2 separate regions of the Capsicum annuum genome follow, and region 2 is linked to region 1. The links are chromatin contacts, called in public Hi-C maps. All regions are on one chromosome and are shown on one strand. Each heading gives the region's core, a stretch centred on a gene start, on an enhancer-like site or on the middle of the called end of the contact. The rest is flanking DNA. Distances are from core to core; before and after follow the strand shown. Region 1 holds the start of LOC124896834 (auxin-responsive protein SAUR32-like). Region 2 has its middle 16 kb from the start of LOC107863055.

Region 1 (5,084 bases), core at 719-3,218:
ACAACTCTGAGACATAATCTTCTTAGTTTTACACTGTGGGAGACGTACGTCGTCCTTTATTTTGAGTCAATTCTTGGGATAAAATCGAATAGATTTTGGGCCATCTGTTGTTTTTGGTGACCCAAAATACAAAAATTGATAGATGATAATCTTCTATGTCAATTGAAGGAGGATATAATTAGACAGAGGACATGAAATTAATGAGTTGTCTCTACGGAATTGCCGACAGTTGAGGATATTATAGTCACCGCCCAAAGTCATCAAAATATGAACTGTGTGGTACTCATGTCATGGGAGATACGGATAATAATAGCAAGAAAAATTTGAAATTAATTTTATATTCATATTTGGTTTAGGATAGGGGTGGAGGATTGAGAGGTTCATTCAATATCTCTCAGGCTCTTTTTTCTTCTAAAAAAGAAATCATATACTATTTATACACAATTTAAGTTACTACTTTTTATAGTAAATGTTGTACCCATTGGACTTCTTTCTAAATTTTTTTCTTCAAATTCCGAACTCCTAGTAAAAATTTAGTTCGTCATTAATTTTGAACAATAACTAATTTCGTACTAATATATATAAATAAAAGATGGAATAACTAATCTTATAATAACTAATTTCGTACTAATATATATAAATAAAAGATGGAATAACTAATCTTATAAGATATTCCACCATTGTAGAATAGCCAAGATTTTTCATATTTCACAGATTTTTCAATATAAATGAAAGCTGATTTTTGAGCCAAGTGGCAACTAATCTCCAAAGGATTTAAATAATATATGTACTAGTATAGTAAAAGTTTCACCGATTAAAATATGCTTAGTATTTGTATCAGATCACCAATTATTGTTCATTATAATAAAGTTTACAATGCACTTCTTGTGTGGTTCTTCCCCACAATCTAACTGATGGAGCTGCACCTTTTTATTTTAACGTTTACATGCAACTACTTCAAAAGCAACTTGACCGAATAATATCTCCTTCGAGTGCATATAGAAACTAGAGTACTTTTCCATTATACAAACGCCAAGTTTTCCGCCCTCAATTTGATCGTGTAGTTAGCGCAAACAAATCTAGAAAGGTACAACGACTGTGTGAATAGTTTTAAATATTAGAAGATTTTTATAGTCATCATTTCATTATAGGGGTTGAATGACCATCTTCGTTGTCCCTTTAATTCAAAGCTCCTTCCTTTGTATGTACACATAGAGGAGGATTTAGTGCCTTCATCCCACTTTTCGGATTTATGCCATTTTATGTTTTGCAATGTTTGTGCTTGTAATAATCCCCCGGACACCTCCTTGTAGTAATATATCATGTGTATAAAAAAACAATAATGGAGTAACCATCTGAAAATTAAAGATCAGACATACAAGTACCAAGTGACAGCTATATTATATTATAATTGCATATACATCAATTTTTATAATCATTCCCGTTTACACTGAACATCGTTATAATTTTCGTCATCATCATTCATAATATTATACTATCTTACATATACAACTAAGTACAAAAAAGTCAAATGGAAACACAACTGCTCATGGCAATAGAAAATCAGGCTTTGAAGCACCACAAATGGTGGTGGTGTTGATGATGGGAGGCGTTATCCTTGTCAATCATACCTTCAACGTAACGAAACTCCTCGACATGACAAGGTATATTAATAGGACCACTGTGATGAAATCCATACACTTCTTCTGCTTCTTTCAACAATTGTGTGAACAATGGATGATTAATGTGCATCACAGGTATCACAAATTTCTGTTGCTCCTCCTCTTCTTGACCTACCAACACCGTAACGCACCCTCTAGGAATATCCCTCGATTCCTTCGAATTCTCAACGTTCCCATGACCATGATGAAGGTGAAATGGAAAATTCAATTGAGGAGCATGGAAATTAAGATTATGGTGATGGTGATGGTGATGGTGATGGTGATGACGTTTATTTCGGCTCCCCATCGACCATATAGGTCAGGGTTGTGGAAACTGAGGCAGAAAAAATTGATTAGAGAGAGAAAGGCCAAGGATCAGAAGAAGAGATAGCTAGATTGAAGAGGGTGAGGGAAGAATCAGTTAGAGATTTTGGTATGTTGCTCATACTAACACATATATTTATGTATCTTATTATATTTGAGAGAAAGTTATAGATTGATTGAATCTGACATATGAGAGAGTAATGTAAATGGGGGGTATTTATATTAATGTAAGCATAAGGAAGAGGAATGTGTCAAACGTGGATCGACGCTTTAATTAATTAATTAGAGAAGGTGTGTTCCAGACGCGGAACAACTGAGGTAAATTCCCACTAATTGCCGCCTCTAAGTAAAGAGGTTACAACTCCAAAACGACATTAAAAAATTATTAGCCACAAATATATGTCATGTATATCTCCGAAATAGAGAGCGTTTATAATATACTATATAATATTTTGTTCATTTAAAATTATTTATTACTTATTTTTTATTAATAAAAACAATATAATAAAATATTTATATTAATAATTATTTTGTTAATGAGGGTGTCAAATCTAAATGTGACAAATAAAAATAAACGAAGAAAGTACATAATAGGAGTTTGGATTTTATATGTTCGGCTGAAGTTATATCGATTAGTTCGTTTTTTATTAATGGATAAACTGCAACAAAACAAATTAAGAAAGTGTTTGAATTGACTTATTTTTAAAATATTTTAAATTTTTAAAGATATTTAATAAAGATTAAAAAAAAACTCTTAAGGAGTTTACTATAGACTTAAAAAATACTCAAAAAAAAGTCAAAAATCAAAAGTAAAATTAGATTGTTACCTACTTTTAACTTTTAGCTTTTAAATCGTTTAAAAGAATTTCATCAAAACACCCCTAATATAGTTTCAAGTGAACAATTACAAAACAAATTAATACATGAATACATAAAAAATTGATATTGAATTATTGCTACATTTGACAACTAACCGAATTATTACTAAATTAATGATCAGATTTAAAGTATCATTATTTCTGAAATTTCTTCAATTTTTTTTTTAACGGCACACGCCAGCAGATAAGGATGAGGACTCGTTTTGCAATTTGACATGGCAATTGGGGTCAAACTATATTATTCAGCAAAAGCATGGGTCAAAAATGGCATATTCAGCTCATATCACGGTAACGGCTGGCCTTTGAACGGGCTTAAGTGTTTATTTATGAAAAAGGTTGGGTTTGAATTGAATATCTAAGCTTCTATATCCGTATTATTTTGCATGTGTATATTTGACCTTCGGTGAAATTATCGCTTGTAACTTCTTTGTCGTAAAAGTATCAATTAGGAATTAAAATAAATATGATGTTAAGTCACACGTAAAAAATACGAAAAAAATATCATTAAGATTGGAAAGAAATGGATGTGGGAACCTTTGGAAGACCAATTTTTTAAAATATATGATTTGTCTTCATTTGGCTATAATTTTACATATACTGGTGTGATTCTTTCAAACTAAAAACCAATAACTTTAGAAATTGTTAAATGCCCATAAGTTTATTATTATTTTGATTTTTTCGGCATAGTGGTTGTTCCGACCTTTAGGTCAATCTACTACTTATTAAGTACGTTTTTTCTTTCTTGTTCCTATTATCCAAGCTTAATAGATCAGGAATTGAATTATTTCCGAATGTAATGCTATTCAAGTAACATAAAAATATTTGTAATTTTTTTTTAATGAAATTTAAATTTTATGCACTGTTATTTTATAAAATATTTGATACTATCAGTAAAATTGATCTACTATTATAAGTTACACAAAAAAAAATTTATGTAAAAAATTAATTAACTTGCAATAGCTAATTAAATTTACATAACATATTAGAATAATTTATACATGCACAAAACTTAAAACTCTTTCTACATAGAAGGTCTACCTTACTTTTCGGATTAGTAATATTTTCTTGACAAAAATCTAGACGATTTTCAACTCTCATTTCTTTCACGGAAACCAAAAAGACACAAGCGATATATAAGATGGAAAGCTCGTCATTCATGTAAATTGTAGTTGGTTTATAAAGTAGAGTTTCATATCACATGATTTAGTTTTTTTAATTCAAAGAAGTTAAAAGAAGGTATAGATACATGTAATTTTGATAAACGTCAACGATAAATTATGTAGTTCATCTAACTTATAATTCAAAGATTAATTAAGGAGGACTTTAATTTCCCAAAAAGAATATGAATTTAATTGAGCTGAAATTATGTTACTTGAGACGTCCATTTACTGAGCCTAATATTGATCTATATAGTCAAGAATGGAACTTTACCGACGGTACAGACGATACAAAAAAACATTCGGCCATTACTTTAAACTTCAAAAATGTTCTCCCTTGTTACAATTTCTTTAATTAGCTGCCTCTGGAACAACCTCTTGTGAGCAATAACTTCGTCCTCATGAATAATAATATCAGAACCATAATTTTCATTAATAAGATTCAATATATAAAAAAGTAAAGTTAATAAAATCATTGTGATTAACAAGTTAAGATTGCATCGAATATATGAAGAAGTAAAGTAAATAAATGAAAAAAATCATTGTGATTCAACATTTATTGTATAAACATAAAAAATAATTGTATAATTTTTGAGAGACTCTGCCCCTAGCTTTATCCTAAAAGTATGAGTCTGTACAGTTTAATCTTCATTCAATTTTCATCATCATCAGGGGTACATATAATCAACAAAGTGAAAGAGAAAAAAGGGCTAGCTAAAGACGGAAATTTAGATAACCTTTTAATACACGAGAAATAGCCCAAGCAACTATATAATTGCGTAATTACCAAGTATGCAAATTTCTGGTATATACTAAAAGGAAAACCGGTCCCTTTTTTTTAAAAAAAAATTCCACCGTCTTGTATCAGCCTGAAGTCAGTTAGGCCTTGAAGCACCACAAGTGGTGATTATTATCATGTTGTATGATACCCTCGACATGGCGAAACTCCTCGACATGACAAGGAACATTGATAGGACCATCGTGATGGAATTCGACTTCATCCTCCGCACCTTTGAGCAACTGTACGAATAGGGGATGGTTGATATGCATAACTGGTATCACAA
Region 2 (5,073 bases), core at 1,182-3,681, 38 kb before region 1:
AAATTTTCAAACTTTGGCTAAGAAAAATTCTAGCACATGGCCCCTACATGATTCTTGAGAAATCTCTTGTTTAATTTAGTCTTCTCATTCACATCATGATTAATTATGAAATCCATTAAACACCATTTTGTAGTGGAGCATTAAGCAAAGAAAAACAATCATTAGTCTTGATTCATACACTAATCTCTCACTCTATATGGAAATCCCTTTTGTAAAAAGAAGGGTAGGTAAGTTTCTATGCAGTTTTCAAGAATATTGTTTTCAAAGAATTAATCCAAAATGAATCATGTTCTCAAAGCATGTTAACTTAAAAATATAGTACTGATTATCTTAGTAACAATAAATAATTCAGGATAGGATCACCCTCCTTAATCAAAGATCTCGGCATGCGGAAGAGAAACTATTAATGCAATAATGAAAATATGCTATGAATTAGACCTTCGCCTAATAAAGCATTAATTTTTACTTCATAAATTTCAACTTAAATTATGGCAGCTTAAGGAAAATAAAATAACTCAATCAAGGTATTGTTCTATTTCAATTTTTATGAGTGTTTAGAAAACAAACTTCTTGTAGGTAGCATCAAAGCAATCACCTATATCCATCCTCACATAGGTAAAATTTGGAGTGCTTCTCTAATTTGGAGTGCTTCTCTAATATTTCCAACATCCAACTCATATAAGCTACAAATTTTCGTTAAGAGTTCATAGAGATAAATATTCAAAATTTCCTGGCACAACTAATTTAGATTGGCATAGATTAGTTTGACATTTAGATTGGCGTAAATTAATTTGGCGTTGGTGTTGCGTAGGCTTTATTTAGAACCTGTTTGAATGGGCTTATGACTTATAACTTATAAGTCAAACATCATAAGTTAGAATTTCTAACTTATGCCTTTTAACTTATTTTTGTTATTTTGGCTTAAAAACAAGTGCTTAAATTTTTTTTTATTATTATTTTACCCAAACACTACATTAAGGAGAACTTGAATGTACTTCCTATGAGAGTCCAGTAGATACAACCTTCGCAAACTTTATAAATGCATTATTATAGTTTCGATTCGAGCTTCGGAATGAACCAAACATAATAGGAAGTGCTTTCATGTTCTCCTTAAGTAAGGCCTACGCAACGCCAACGCCAACGCCAAACTAATTTATGTCAGTGGCCGGTCTGAATTAGTTGTGTCGGTGAATCTCTGATAACTACACCAACGCCAAACTAATTTACTCTAACGATCGACCTAAATTAGTTGTGCCAGTGTGTCGGTGAATCTCGAATAACTACGCCGTCAACGCCAAACTAATTTACTCCATCGACCGACCTAAATTAGTTGTGCCAGTGAATCTAGTGTATCTACGCTAACGCCAAACTAATTTACGCCAACGGCCAACCTAAATTAGTTGTGCCAGTGAATCTCGAATATCAGTAGACTAATTATATGTCAAACAATAAAACAAGGAAACAATTGAGACAACACATCATCTACCACTGCAGTAGTATCTCCCATAGAAAGGAAGCCAAGAATTTTGTAAATAAATCAAAAGTAGCACCACAAAAATTTGAAAACTAAGTATGGGCCATATTTGAGAGATTTTTAGTGACAAAAGGGTCGACATTAAAGAAAGGGACAAAAATACATTTGCAATAAGGTGGTGCGGACCTATCTTCCCTTCCCTTCCCACCAATAAACCCTTTGTGGAGAAGCATCTTTCTTCAATCACTCAATACTCTCAAACGACAACAACAACATATTCAGTGTAATTCTTGTATTAGTTTTGATAATTCTACTCACCGTCTATCCTAATTTCCTAACGAGAAGAGAATTGCAAAAAGAAGGGGAGACATTGAGATAAACTCCAAGAGGAAAATTTTACACCAAACAAATGGTAATCACCTTGTACGCAAAAATGGAAATCAAGATTTGCACTCTTTAATTATTCTGCTTTAACTTTCAAGAATCATCGAAAAAAAGGGAGTTTATTGAGTAAAATGCCAAATTAATTAACACAATTTATTTTTTCAAGCCATACACTCATCTAGATTCTTATATAAAAGGACATTTATTAAAATTAACTAAAACAGAAGTAGATTTAATAGAAATTCAGAACGTAAAACGCAAAAAAATAAAAATAAAAATCTGTATCATGAAATATTATTCCAACTTGTTCATCTTCTTTCACCACACTTTTGGGTACATGAACATCTCGGAACAGAGCATGTAACGACAAAAAAAATAAAAAAAAATTTACATCGTTCGAAGCACCTACCATATAGAACTAACCAACAAAAAAACAAAAGTAACCCGAGGGCCGGGCCGGGCCGGGCCGGGCTAAAGAAAAGTGTTCAGGCCTTGAAGCACCATGAATGGTGATGATGATGATGTGGATTTTCCTTAGCAATCAATCCCTGAACATGACGAAATTGTTCTACATGACAAGGGATATTAATCGGTCCTTTATGATGGAATCCAAATTCTCTCTCAGCTTCTTTAAGTAGCTGCAAGAACAAAGGATGATTAATATAATTCACAGGAATAACAAACCTTTGTTGTTCTTCACCTTGTCCTACTATAACTGCTAGACACCCTTTTGGTATATTCTTCAATTCCTTCTTCCCATGATTACTATGATGATGGAAGTTAATGTACGGTACGTGAAAATGGAAATTCAGATGATGATGTTTTTCTCCAGTACCCATAGATGATTTTATCACGAAAATCGTAGAAAAAGATCTGTTAATTTGTGTGGGGGTTAGAAGAAGGAGAAAGGCCAAGGATCAGAAGAAGAGATGGCCAATTTGAAGAGAGTAAAAGAAGAATCTGTTAAACATCTTGGAACGTTGCTCATGATCTCATCTATGTAATATATAATAATAGTGGCGTTGTTGAAATATTGTAACGCATAAATATATGTGTATAATCTTTCTATGTGAAAATAAAAGAGATTGTGTTGGTCAATAAATCTGCAGTGTTTGAGAGAGAGAGAGAGATAGAGAGGGGCGTTTGTTATTTATATAGTGTTTGGGGGTGGGGGGTGGTTTAGCTAGTAGTAATAAACACTTTTTTAGGTTTTATTATAATTCTACAGAAAGTTGGAGAATAATGAGTGTGTCATATTTTAGGTGGGTAGTAGTACTAAAAGACTTATCCAAGTAGGAACAAAATAAAAGGCCTTATCCAATTGGAAATCGTAATTACTGTTCCGTAAAATTTAGTGGTTTATGTTTGATTTAACATTCTAACTCAATCTTTAAGAAGGAATTAATAAAGGGGATAAATTAATAATATGATTCTATTTATTTTTGAAGTGTAAATTCATAATATGACCTTATTTAATTTTGGTTAAATTTACTTTAATTAAAATTGAAAAAAAATAATTCTTTTAAACATGTCGACTATTTTGAGACAAGGCTTTTTTAGTAAATATGTTAGTAAATGAAAAAGATAATTTTATTAATTATAAATCATCTAATATTGACAAATGAACGTAAATAAAATAGATGTAAATTACTATGGATAAATACAACAACAACATACCGAGTGTATTCCCATTAAGTAGGGTTTGAGGAGGCAAAAATCCATCCAAGGTCTGAGAAAGGTAAAATATACGCAGTGCATCCCACTACCTCAGATAGATGAAGTAGAGTTTATTGGGTTAGTAAAATTCTGGTCATTAATTTCAACATATAATCCAATATTTCCCAAATTTTATCGTTATGAAATAGAAAAGTTATTTTCAATACCCCTTGCTAAGAGTTTGGTTCTTCAATTACTTAAAATGCATGTCGTTGATGCTTTTATTAACACGACTCATTACTTAATTAGTGATATGGCATGTTGACTTATAAAAAACAACAAAATATAATATATTTTCTATGTGACGAAATAAGAATGTACATTGTAAATTAATTAAAATAATTGATATAGTGAATCACACATTGTAGAGATCAAAGCAAAAATTTACTAATGGAAGAATAAAAAATAATATTTTTTTTTCTCACTCATAATCCTAGACAATGAAGGGGATGTAACATTCGTAGTTTAGGTGGGGAAAACTTAAAAGACACTATTTAAGTGGAAATTGTAATTAAATTAGTTAAACTTTATTATAATATCTTTTCCTATCGAATTTGATAAATTTTTTGTTTTACTTAATTTGAGGATTTATCAAAATCAGTGTCTATTTTGAAAAAAAAGGTCAAGAACACGTACACTTTATCCTTTAACTACATTAATAAACTTATACTAATACATACACAGTATTATAAAATTCGTCATATTTTAGGTGGATAATAGACTAATCCAAGCCAGAAAAATACAAAAGGAAAGTCTTATCCAATTGGAAATCTTAATTTATCCTTTAATTAAAGAGATTAAACAAGACGTTTCAGATTTAGGAAAGGATAAATACGTAAAAGGGAAGCTGCTATTTGCAGCTCAAAAATTGCTATCACCACTTTGGAGTATGATCGTTCAAAAGAAGACTCTTTAGGTAGAAAAGAAAAAAAAAACAGATGTGAAAAAATAATAAATAAGGGAAAAAGGGTCAAATATACCCCTAAACTTTGTGAAAATATTCAGATATATCTTCCGTTAAAAGTTTAGCTCACTAATGCTCTTACCGTCCAAGTTTTGATCCATATATACCATTGTTGTCAAGTTTTGAATCATATATATCCCTATTGTCAAATATGGGTCATATACACCTCCGTCGCCGTTAATTGCTATGCTGGAATTTTCCAATCCCCTTTCTCTTTTTTTGTTGTTGAGAAATTATATTTGTCACATAATTTTTTTATTGTTATATCACATATAACTAAATCTACCCCTTCTTCTACACATTAAATGTTTGTCAAATGCTCTCATCTACCTCACAATCTCTTTAAATTTTCTCTAATTTGTCGAAACCCCTTTATTGTATTTTCAGATTCTTGCGTAACCACTCCTCTTATACATACATACATACATACATACATACATACATACATACATACATACATACGATATCATCTTAATTGACCACTTGCTTTTGATGTCTCTATATGAACCGACTCTTTTACACTTCTACATCTCAA

What was found. A called contact is a pair of places that touch in the nucleus more often than the background predicts.
Region 2: a Hi-C map of leaf shows a contact between it and region 1, with 2.1 times the contacts expected there. The contact joins the enhancer-like site here to the promoter of LOC124896834 in region 1. A contact is called at or near these places in 4 of 5 Hi-C or Micro-C datasets (bud, leaf and placenta).

The regions. Positions count from the first base shown.
Region 1 is chr3:232,168,255-232,173,338 of UCD10Xv1.1, reverse strand. LOC124896834 (auxin-responsive protein SAUR32-like) reads right to left here and starts at 1,968. Exons shown (of 1, transcript XM_047408675.1): 1 at 1,564-1,968. The coding sequence starts at 1,968. The coding sequence ends at 1,564. It overlaps LOC124896833 (auxin-responsive protein SAUR32-like), which reads right to left. Exons shown (of 1, transcript XM_047408674.1): 1 at 4,900-5,084. The coding sequence ends at 4,900.
Region 2 is chr3:232,206,814-232,211,886 of UCD10Xv1.1, reverse strand. No RefSeq gene overlaps it. Among protein-coding and RNA genes, the nearest start is that of LOC107863055, 16 kb to the left of the region's middle. Within about 2 kb of position 2,431, at least 5 of the 5 cell types and tissues checked have an H3K27ac peak or open chromatin away from gene starts, as enhancers often do. A contact at or near this core is called in bud and leaf, where this site is marked.